2 separate regions of the Anas platyrhynchos genome follow, and region 1 is linked to region 2. The links are chromatin contacts, called in public Hi-C maps. All regions are on one chromosome and are shown on one strand. The core of a region is the stretch at or near the end of the contact, and the rest is flanking DNA. Distances in the headings are between cores, read along the strand shown. Region 1 overlaps HECW2 (HECT, C2 and WW domain containing E3 ubiquitin protein ligase 2). Region 2 overlaps HECW2 (HECT, C2 and WW domain containing E3 ubiquitin protein ligase 2).

Region 1 (4,505 bases), core at 1,284-3,783, 68 kb after region 2:
TAATTTAAAGATAACGGATATGTGACGTTTCCGAATATATATTGTCTTAAAATTCACATTGTTCTTGTTCTGTGGTTAAATCGATTAAAATTCTGAAGTTTTGTAATTAAACAGACGCATTAAATGCACACTAATGTTAATTAAGGGGAAAAAATCTCATAATCTGTTATTACATATCATCACTTCGACTCTTAAAAGAACCAAGTTTAATTTAAAATAATCAACTCCATAATGGTAGAACTATCACTCAGGAATAGGAGGATATGCCAGCTATAGTTCTTTATAGGACATTATTTCTTGGAAGGAAAGATACTTAAGAAGCTTAATAGTGTTTGGGGGATGCGTTGCTTTGCCATCCTAAGTTTCAACAGGAAACAGGAGAATGTCTGTACTAGTCTTTGAGTTTTATACAGCTGCTACGACTAATGGCAGTATCTGTAAAGCAAAAGCAATAGCGAGGTCATTAGCAGACTGAACAGAGGTTGTCCCATTGAACAAAAGTACAGTTTAAACAAGCAGTTTTTATGACATGCTTCCTGAAAGAGAGGTAAGAGCAGCAAGAGGATATTTTTCACGCTGGGACATGACTTCTCATGGAAATGCTTTGTCAGAAATGGACATTTGTAAACTTCTGTAAGACTTCAGATTTCACTGATCCAGTCTGGAAGACTGCTCAGTAGCTGAACCCTTACAAACAAGAGCATTTAAGCCCCAGTTCTTTCACCCTTGAGCCTTTACTACCTGCAGCACACCAGCCAGGCGCACATGGAACAGTTCCCAGCACTACTCAGTCTTTCCACAACGAATGCCTGTACAAAACTTTTCCTGCACTGATCGGAACAAAGCTACAAGCACTTGGAATTCTTTATTGCTTGGGTCCTCCCCATGTATAAGTAATGAATAAAGACTTACAGCTACTCTGTATTTCTGTGCATACACACACACGAAAAAAAAAATAGCTGGCAGTATTACACGTTCAGTTTTGGCCAGAAGGTGAAATAGGTGAAATCAACTCCAGTTAAACTAAGCTATCTAATAATAAGCTATCTAATGTCTTGCAAAGGTGATGTACATGCAGCCATACCCATACCCACTGAAGAGCCTATTTCATAGGAAAGCTGGAAAGTAAAATATTCACACTAGAAAGCTTTTTTCCTTATATACATCAAATGTGAACATGTCACCCAATATTTTTGCTATTTTTATGTAGTAAACTGCATCCCACAGTATTTTAAAACAGGTTTCTCAGCATATTGCACAGGTTGAAGGAAAAACTGATCAGATCCATTTATCAAAGTGGACTATATTCTTTTAATCCACTTAATTTAAATTGTAATTGACCTGTTTTAAGGAGTATAAATCAGAGTAGCCCAATTAAGAATTAGGCCCATTTACATGAGCTGTAATCAGGCTTACAACTGTTTCCTTTTTCAGTAAACCTCATTAAGTTGGGAAACTTTCAGAAAAATAACAGTAGTGTTACAAGACCAGCTATCCAAATCGTTCAGTGCAGCACTCAGCGGAGAAGATTCATTTCTTTTCCACACGATGCAAGGCTTCAATTTTTTCTCCTTCCTTAGAAGACACCATTCCGAGGCTTCAACAACTTGTATTGGACTTAGGGAGTCAGTCTGAAAGATGTCATTAGCAGCTTCCATAATGAATCAGGGTTACACTTACAACGTACAGAGGAGGAACAAAGAGATAAGTCATCCACGACAGCAGGAAGGTGCACAACCAGAACCCGTGGGATAGTTTTGGGATGCCATCTCCCTGTCCCCACTATTAAGACTGCAGGGGCAGGGAGTGATTTCACACCTGTTTCCGTACTAACAAGGAGAGATTATGACATTGATTTTTCATAGGGCTACTTACATGAGTGAGCATTCATCAATTTCTGTTAGAGTTGTGGACTCAGAGCAAAATAATTACTTGACAAGCTGGGTTACAGCCTGTGTCACCAGCCACAAAGCATACTCAGTAGAACGTTAAACCCTTTACTCTTTCACTATGCTTTTTGTTAGCCAAATGCTATACAATCAGCAAAGACACTAAATCAACACATTTTACATTCAGAAATGAAGCTTGGAAATATTTCTTCTTCCAGGATTCTCCTGTATCTGAAGTATTTAAAGGGTTGAACTCTTTGTCATCTGTACTTAGGAAGATTATTTCCATTATGTTGTTTCACACATTGTTAATCAATGCATATTTTAGTAAAGAAAGTCTTTGTCAAATATACAGATAGCCAACATTGTCTTAGGCATTACAAAAGGGATGTCATGAATTTAGAAAATGATGTTAATCTGTCAGAAATGTGTGAGTGTATGAGAGCCTCAGATAAAACTGAAGATTACAGAGCAGAAAGATTTGAGGAAAAGTACTTCTATATTTCCAGGCTGAGTACTTGAGAGTTTAAGTGTTCATTCTTGTGTTGTTTTGTTTTTTTTCCCTCACAGCAGTCTCCTCTTCTGTTTGGGTGGATTTTTATCAAAACATTGGAAAGAAAAAGACTTATTTGGTAACAGTAACACCACAAACCTTGGAAAGGAGACACAGTGAAAGGCATGAGACCTGTGGCTTATCTTTTCTTTTAAGAGCAGAGCCAAAATGGACTTCAGTACTGAATAAAAAAAAATATAAATAAACACTAATCACACATTTACAGTAAGATAAAAAGCCGTGAAACAGGAGATTCATTCTTGCCAACATGAGGTACTTCTCCCATTAAAGTAATAAAATTACATACATATATTAGTCCTCCTTACACTGATTTTATTTACCCCATACATTTATAATCAGCAAATGTAATAGAAATACATTTATCCTCAGAAACAAGAAACAAAACTTGTCAGCCTTTTTTTTCCTTAAAGATGCAAGGACTGTCTCTTTACGGCTAACTGAAGACTGATAAAGCTTATATCAAGAGGCACTGAACGTACTTGTGTCTACAATACCTCAAACTTTGTAAACTGAGAAAAGTGTACAGCAAGCCATAGAAGAGCTACAAATCTCCTGACTTCATGTTCTTAAAGCCTTGGCAGCTGGTGGTTTCAGTTGGTGATCACGATGAGGCAAACATAACAAGTGCAATACAGACAATTAAAAAAAAAAAAAAAGCTTTCAGGAGTACATCTAAACCAAAACCTTATTAATTTGCCTTTGCTAGAAATCCAGTACTTAAGTCTATGTCCCTGCCTGCAGTTTCTATTAATATCAGTAATAAAACAAAAACAAACAAACAAAAAAGAAAATAACATAAAACCAAAAAAATCTTCCAAAACAAACAGTGAAACCATTTTAGAAAAACAGAAGGATGCCATAACTTCACACAGAGATTATCAGGCAAGCATCTGTGTCAAAAACATAGTTGAAAACAACAATGAACTCTGGCATTTATTCTAGTTCTGATACTTTTCTACACATACTTAGATCCTCACAGCATTTTTGCAATGATCTGGACATTACTCAACATGACGTTACTTGCAACGTGAAGCCAGATATTTTATGAAACAAGGTGTATATCTGTACATATTTATGGACACATACACTTGAAACAACAATAGGCAATAAATCTTCTTAAGTTTTGTTTTCTCATCAAGAGGAGAGTGGTTTTGGGGTTTTTTTGTTTGTTTGTTTTTTCCTCTCTTGGAAACAAGAACGGAATTGGTGCCTTTTCTAACCCCAAAACATAGAGCCTTGCCTTTAGGGCTGTACCTCTACTTGTACACAGAACAAGCCAGGGAACAGATGCTGAAGCCACGTGGCATACATGATAAATGCTCTTCTCACAAAACACTGATCTGTCTGATCCATGCTACTTTCAAGCGGCTGGACAGCAGGTACCTCGACAGCCCTGCTCACCCCAACCAAAGTTTCAACAGTCTCAGAGAGCCCACCACAGTCAGGTTTGTAATTTTCCTATGCAATACAAATATTTGAGGAATTACGTCCTTGATAACAATATCTACGTTCATTTAGTCAATGTAGGTGTCTTTATTAGAGCAGTAAGCGAAGAAACATAGGTGACGTTTTTATGTAGCTGTGGTTGCATTTTAAAGAGATGAGTTCACAGTCTCTACTCCTGTTTCGTATGAGAGAATCACTACTTTCTCAAAGTACCAGCTTCAAAGATTCAAACCAGTAATGCTGCAGCAAATTAACACAACCTACTGAGCCGAATAGCTGGCTTTAAAATACATCTTAACTAAAGAGAATACACAGCTTCACAAGCACAGCTTTTGAAGCCAGAATGCTGTAGCCTAGAACTACGAATTTCACACTCTTTGAAAGAACAAAGAATCACCCAAAGATGGGAGGACGTTTTTGTGACAAACAAGATCCAAAATGAGTTGCTGGTTCTGTAATTTTTTTGTGGCTATTTTTGCGAATACTCAGCACCTGTAACATGCATCCCCACTTCGGCACCTCATGAATGATCACTTGTCAGTACTCTTTCAGCAGGACTCTTGCAGATCTTGCTGCTTCCCACCATCCTGCGGCTG
Region 2 (3,959 bases), core at 661-3,160:
CTGCAATCAAATAACTTATTTATAGATGCTTGAACACAGAGCTCAGAGAGAAGGTGCTGCTAAAGAGATTCAGAATGTCACTGAATGGATTTAATTACATACAATTTTATAATTTTCATCTTTCGCTGCCGTATATGGATTTTTCTAATTCACAGCTCTTGAAAATCCATGCAGCTGAGCTCAGAAAAGATCAATCATGTTGGTAACAGCATTGTATCCCCACATAATTCTGTTATCCTGGGATTTACCTCCTAATCTCTGTTTTTTCATCCCTTCCTGGAAGAAGTTCTATGCAAAATCTTTTTAAGAGCTTGTATTGTTTATTCTTAATTTTAAAACTTAAATTAAGTTCAGATTGTCAGAACGCTGACCCCGTAGCATTTTGGGTTAACTTTAATAAATTCCTGGGCACTGAAGATGATGCGTTACCAAGGGGTGTGTGTATTCCCAGCCCAGGGACACTCACAAAGCATTGTTCTAAACATTATTTCTTTCATCAGGTGTTCTCTTACAGTGTACATCAGAGGAGCTGGAAGGCTGGTAGATGGCAAGGCTAAGTATAGGTTTGCCTCAAGCTGAGATTCTCTGATTTGATACCAGTTTCTCTCATAAGCATACTGTTTAGTATCATCCTCTGTCCATTTTATGTTATCGTTTATCTTAGTCTTTAAGACTTACAGGGTTGTAAGTTAACAGCTGCATTGGAAGATAATCCTGAACTTAATTTTGAGTCAAGCATCAGGACGTTTTTAGGATGGCATTTGCAGTGTAGAACAGAAGTCTGCTGTACAGGCATTCTACTGCATGGCTTCCAAAATCCCAGCCCTGCTGCCAGTAAGTGCCCCCCGCTTGATGTTGTGAGGAAAGGGTTCCAAGCAATAAAAGAGACCAGCACCAAAAATGTAAAATTAGCAAGAACATGACTGAGAGTACCAACTGTGCATTTTGAGCAACTGATGACACAAGTTTCTAACACTAAATTTTGTGCGGTATTTTGTCTTTGTACCCTCATTTTAATCCTACAAATACAAAAAATTAGCAATAATAACCTGCGGGTAATCATTGTAGAAGTAGCACAGTGTTCAATGAAAAAAAATGAAATAGTTTAATTTCCTCCTTTTCTCCAAAATATGCTTAAAAGCAATACAAAACTGCGTCAGGACACATTTAATGGAGAAGACAACTTTCATTCCCTGAGGCCTCGTTCCTCTTCTGGAAAGCCGGTAAGCAAATTAGCACTTGCAGGCAGAGTGTTCATTGAAAACAAGTATTAGAATAAATCGCATTATAGCAACCCATTTAAAATACACCACGTATCACCTACTGCTCTGCAACCAACTGTTAACTCACTGCATGCAGCATACAGCCTGGGATATTCACATAATTCCCAATATCAGTCTAGAAACAGTTTGGGGGCTTTCTAGTAGAACCGGAGTATTTTTCCCAGAAGGTAGCACCAGTGTGGGCAGCACAACGCTGAAACGAGAGCAATACTTTGTGGCACCATCGAGCCTTACCTGGCCGTTCCAAAGGGTATCTGTGGATCCTAAACTGCATGCCTCCATTTGAGTCCAATTAACAAACTGGAGAATTAAGAAAAAAAATCAGTGTTTACAGGATGGATCCTGAAAGTAGCATCCCTGCTCCCAGCCACAAACAGTATTTTCTGCAGAAGTTGCCTTCCAGAGCCAGGCTGTGTAGCTCAACTTTGGAAGCTTTAGCTCTGCATTAACACTGCTGCAGAGTCACTGCTTCTCGAGCTGCTTCTCCGTTCTCTCTTCCTCCTGTCATTTTAAGGAAAGGATTTCAGAAGGATGTCCTCGAACTCCCAGACAGTTTCTAGCAGCAACACACAACTGTCTGCCTCTTCTCCTTTACCCAAGGTTTTTATCTGTGTCCAAACAGCCCATGTTAAAACATATGAAGTATTATGTCCTTCAAACTAATCTGTTTGTGGCCACTCCCCTCTGAAGGGTACAGGATGCAAAAGCCCCATCCTCCCTGCACTTCCTTCCTTGCCTGTTCCATGGGAGGATACCAAAACACAGCCCACGGCCCACGCAACGGGGAGCAGGCTGGTGTACACAGGAGGATTTTAAACCCTAGAAACAACCGCAAGGCCGACACAGTGACAAGTGCAGCGAGAGCCCACTGGAAGTGCTGGCCTTTGTTTACCCCATATTTCACCCGCCCACAGGCCTCCCCTACAAATCCAGGTGTTTCAGAGTAGAGCAGACCGCTCTGGGACGTTTAGCTGGGGTGAAGCTGCCGTTAGCCCAGGGTAAGTGCCCACAGTGCACGCCTCAGCAGGAGGAGAAGCACGGGGCCGAGTGCTGCCATCCCTGCCCCTCCTTGTGAAGGTCAGTAGATGCTCTGAGCTTCCTGGCGGACACCAGAAACGGACTTAAAAACCCTTAAAATCATGGCAAGGACCCAAACCATGCTAAAGCAGTCCCAGTACCACACAGACAAGCGGGGTGCTTGGAGGCTGGTTTGCAAGTAGGGTTCAAGTATTGCAGCAGATGCCCAGACCTGGTCCACAGCCTGCAGCCCATGTCCTTCCCAGCACACAATGAGGAACTGCATGCTTGTGGAGTATGGTGTGAAACCTCTCAAGGCAAATTTTACTTTTTCCTAGTGAAAACCGGAGGGAAAAAATAAAAAAAAATAAAAAAAAAATAATAAAAAGGAAGAAAAACAACACTTACAGGACTACTTATTCCTCCTCAGCTTGACAAATTTCCAACAAATACTTCCAGTCACAGAAAGTACGACAGACTTTTTGCTAACAAGGAACTGAAAGCTGCTGTAACATTTTGTTTCCATAAGCACCTCTAGGAATTGTACTTTCCAGAGGCACGAGGGGAAAGAACATCAGAATTTGACTACTGCAAGAAAAATTCAAACCATTGCTGGAAACGTAAGATGAGGTGGCTGGAAACCGTTCTCTCTTGCATACCAACAGAGCAAGCCCCTAAAAAGGTGAGAGGAACAAAGTTCCCAGACTGTCGTGTATCTTCTAGCCTCGCACATGAAAAAAAGCAGCCCTCTGGGCTCTTCTTTCCAGGCAAGGGCATGACCTCAAGAACAGACTGGAGTGTGTGGCCGGCTCTGGCCTCAGTCCAGGAAGGGAATGCTGGGTGGCATTTCTGAACTCCAGCCTATGTACAGGTACCGTCACTACACTTGTAGACAGGTATTTAATATCGGGACCCCGAGTCAAACAAGCTGGGAGGTGGCTGTTTCTCAGGGTGCCACAGCAATTTGTTCCCTTGCACACCGGGAGAAAGATTCATATCCATCCCCTTGCTGCTCTGCTCTGTGGTTAAAAAGGGGAAAGCCTCTACTTGCACCCTCTTGAGTGGCACGCTCCGTGACTGCCTGCAAAGCAAATGCATTGCATTATTGACATTTATTGCACTGTACTACTTTACACAGCACAAGCAATTATTCACTTTCTGACCCATGGCTGGCAGGATGGTGAGGAATATGCTGTATTTCTCTAACACTTGCCTTCTTCGGCTGCAGAAGCTGAGCAAAGGGAGAAGCCATAACATACACCCCCATCCAAATAGGAAACAAGCAATACTTCTTGCCTTTGAAGTTTAAATTAGCAGAGCAGTAAGCAAGGATCCTTGCTCTCATTTTTCACAGACAGCCTTTCTTCTGACACAGGCCATAAAATAGACCATTTCCTACTTTTTCAAGAATTGTATGTCTTGTTTCCTTGTATACACCCACTAGCACTTCATGTTGGGGATCAGAGCATCTCCACGGACCCTTACACAACATGGTATTTGGAGGCATAGTAGCAGCTCAAAGGACTAATTAACCAGAATACCTGACATAAAGATAACGAAAAACACCACAATTTCTCAGACAAATCACAGAGCATAATGGCAGGAATGAAGTACAATTCCACTTCTCTGTATTCAAAGTAAAGACATCATTTACATTCA

The links. A called contact is a pair of places that touch in the nucleus more often than the background predicts.
Region 1: a contact with region 2 is called in a Hi-C map of small yellow follicle, with 4 times the contacts expected there. The contact joins two enhancer-like sites. A contact is called at or near these places in 2 of 8 Hi-C or Micro-C datasets (F5 follicle and small yellow follicle).

Annotation. Positions count from the first base shown.
Region 1 is chr7:38,277,743-38,282,247 of IASCAAS_PekinDuck_T2T, forward strand. The region is part of intron 1 of HECW2 (HECT, C2 and WW domain containing E3 ubiquitin protein ligase 2); the gene reads right to left. Among named protein-coding and RNA genes, the nearest start is that of CCDC150, 26 kb to the right of the region's middle. Within about 2 kb of position 2,534, at least 2 of the 8 cell types and tissues checked have an H3K27ac peak or open chromatin away from gene starts, as enhancers often do. A contact at or near this core is called in small yellow follicle, where this site is marked.
Region 2 is chr7:38,210,316-38,214,274 of IASCAAS_PekinDuck_T2T, forward strand. The region is part of intron 2 of HECW2 (HECT, C2 and WW domain containing E3 ubiquitin protein ligase 2); the gene reads right to left. Among named protein-coding and RNA genes, the nearest start is that of STK17B, 93 kb to the left of the region's middle. Within about 2 kb of position 1,911, at least 4 of the 8 cell types and tissues checked have an H3K27ac peak or open chromatin away from gene starts, as enhancers often do. A contact at or near this core is called in small yellow follicle, where this site is marked.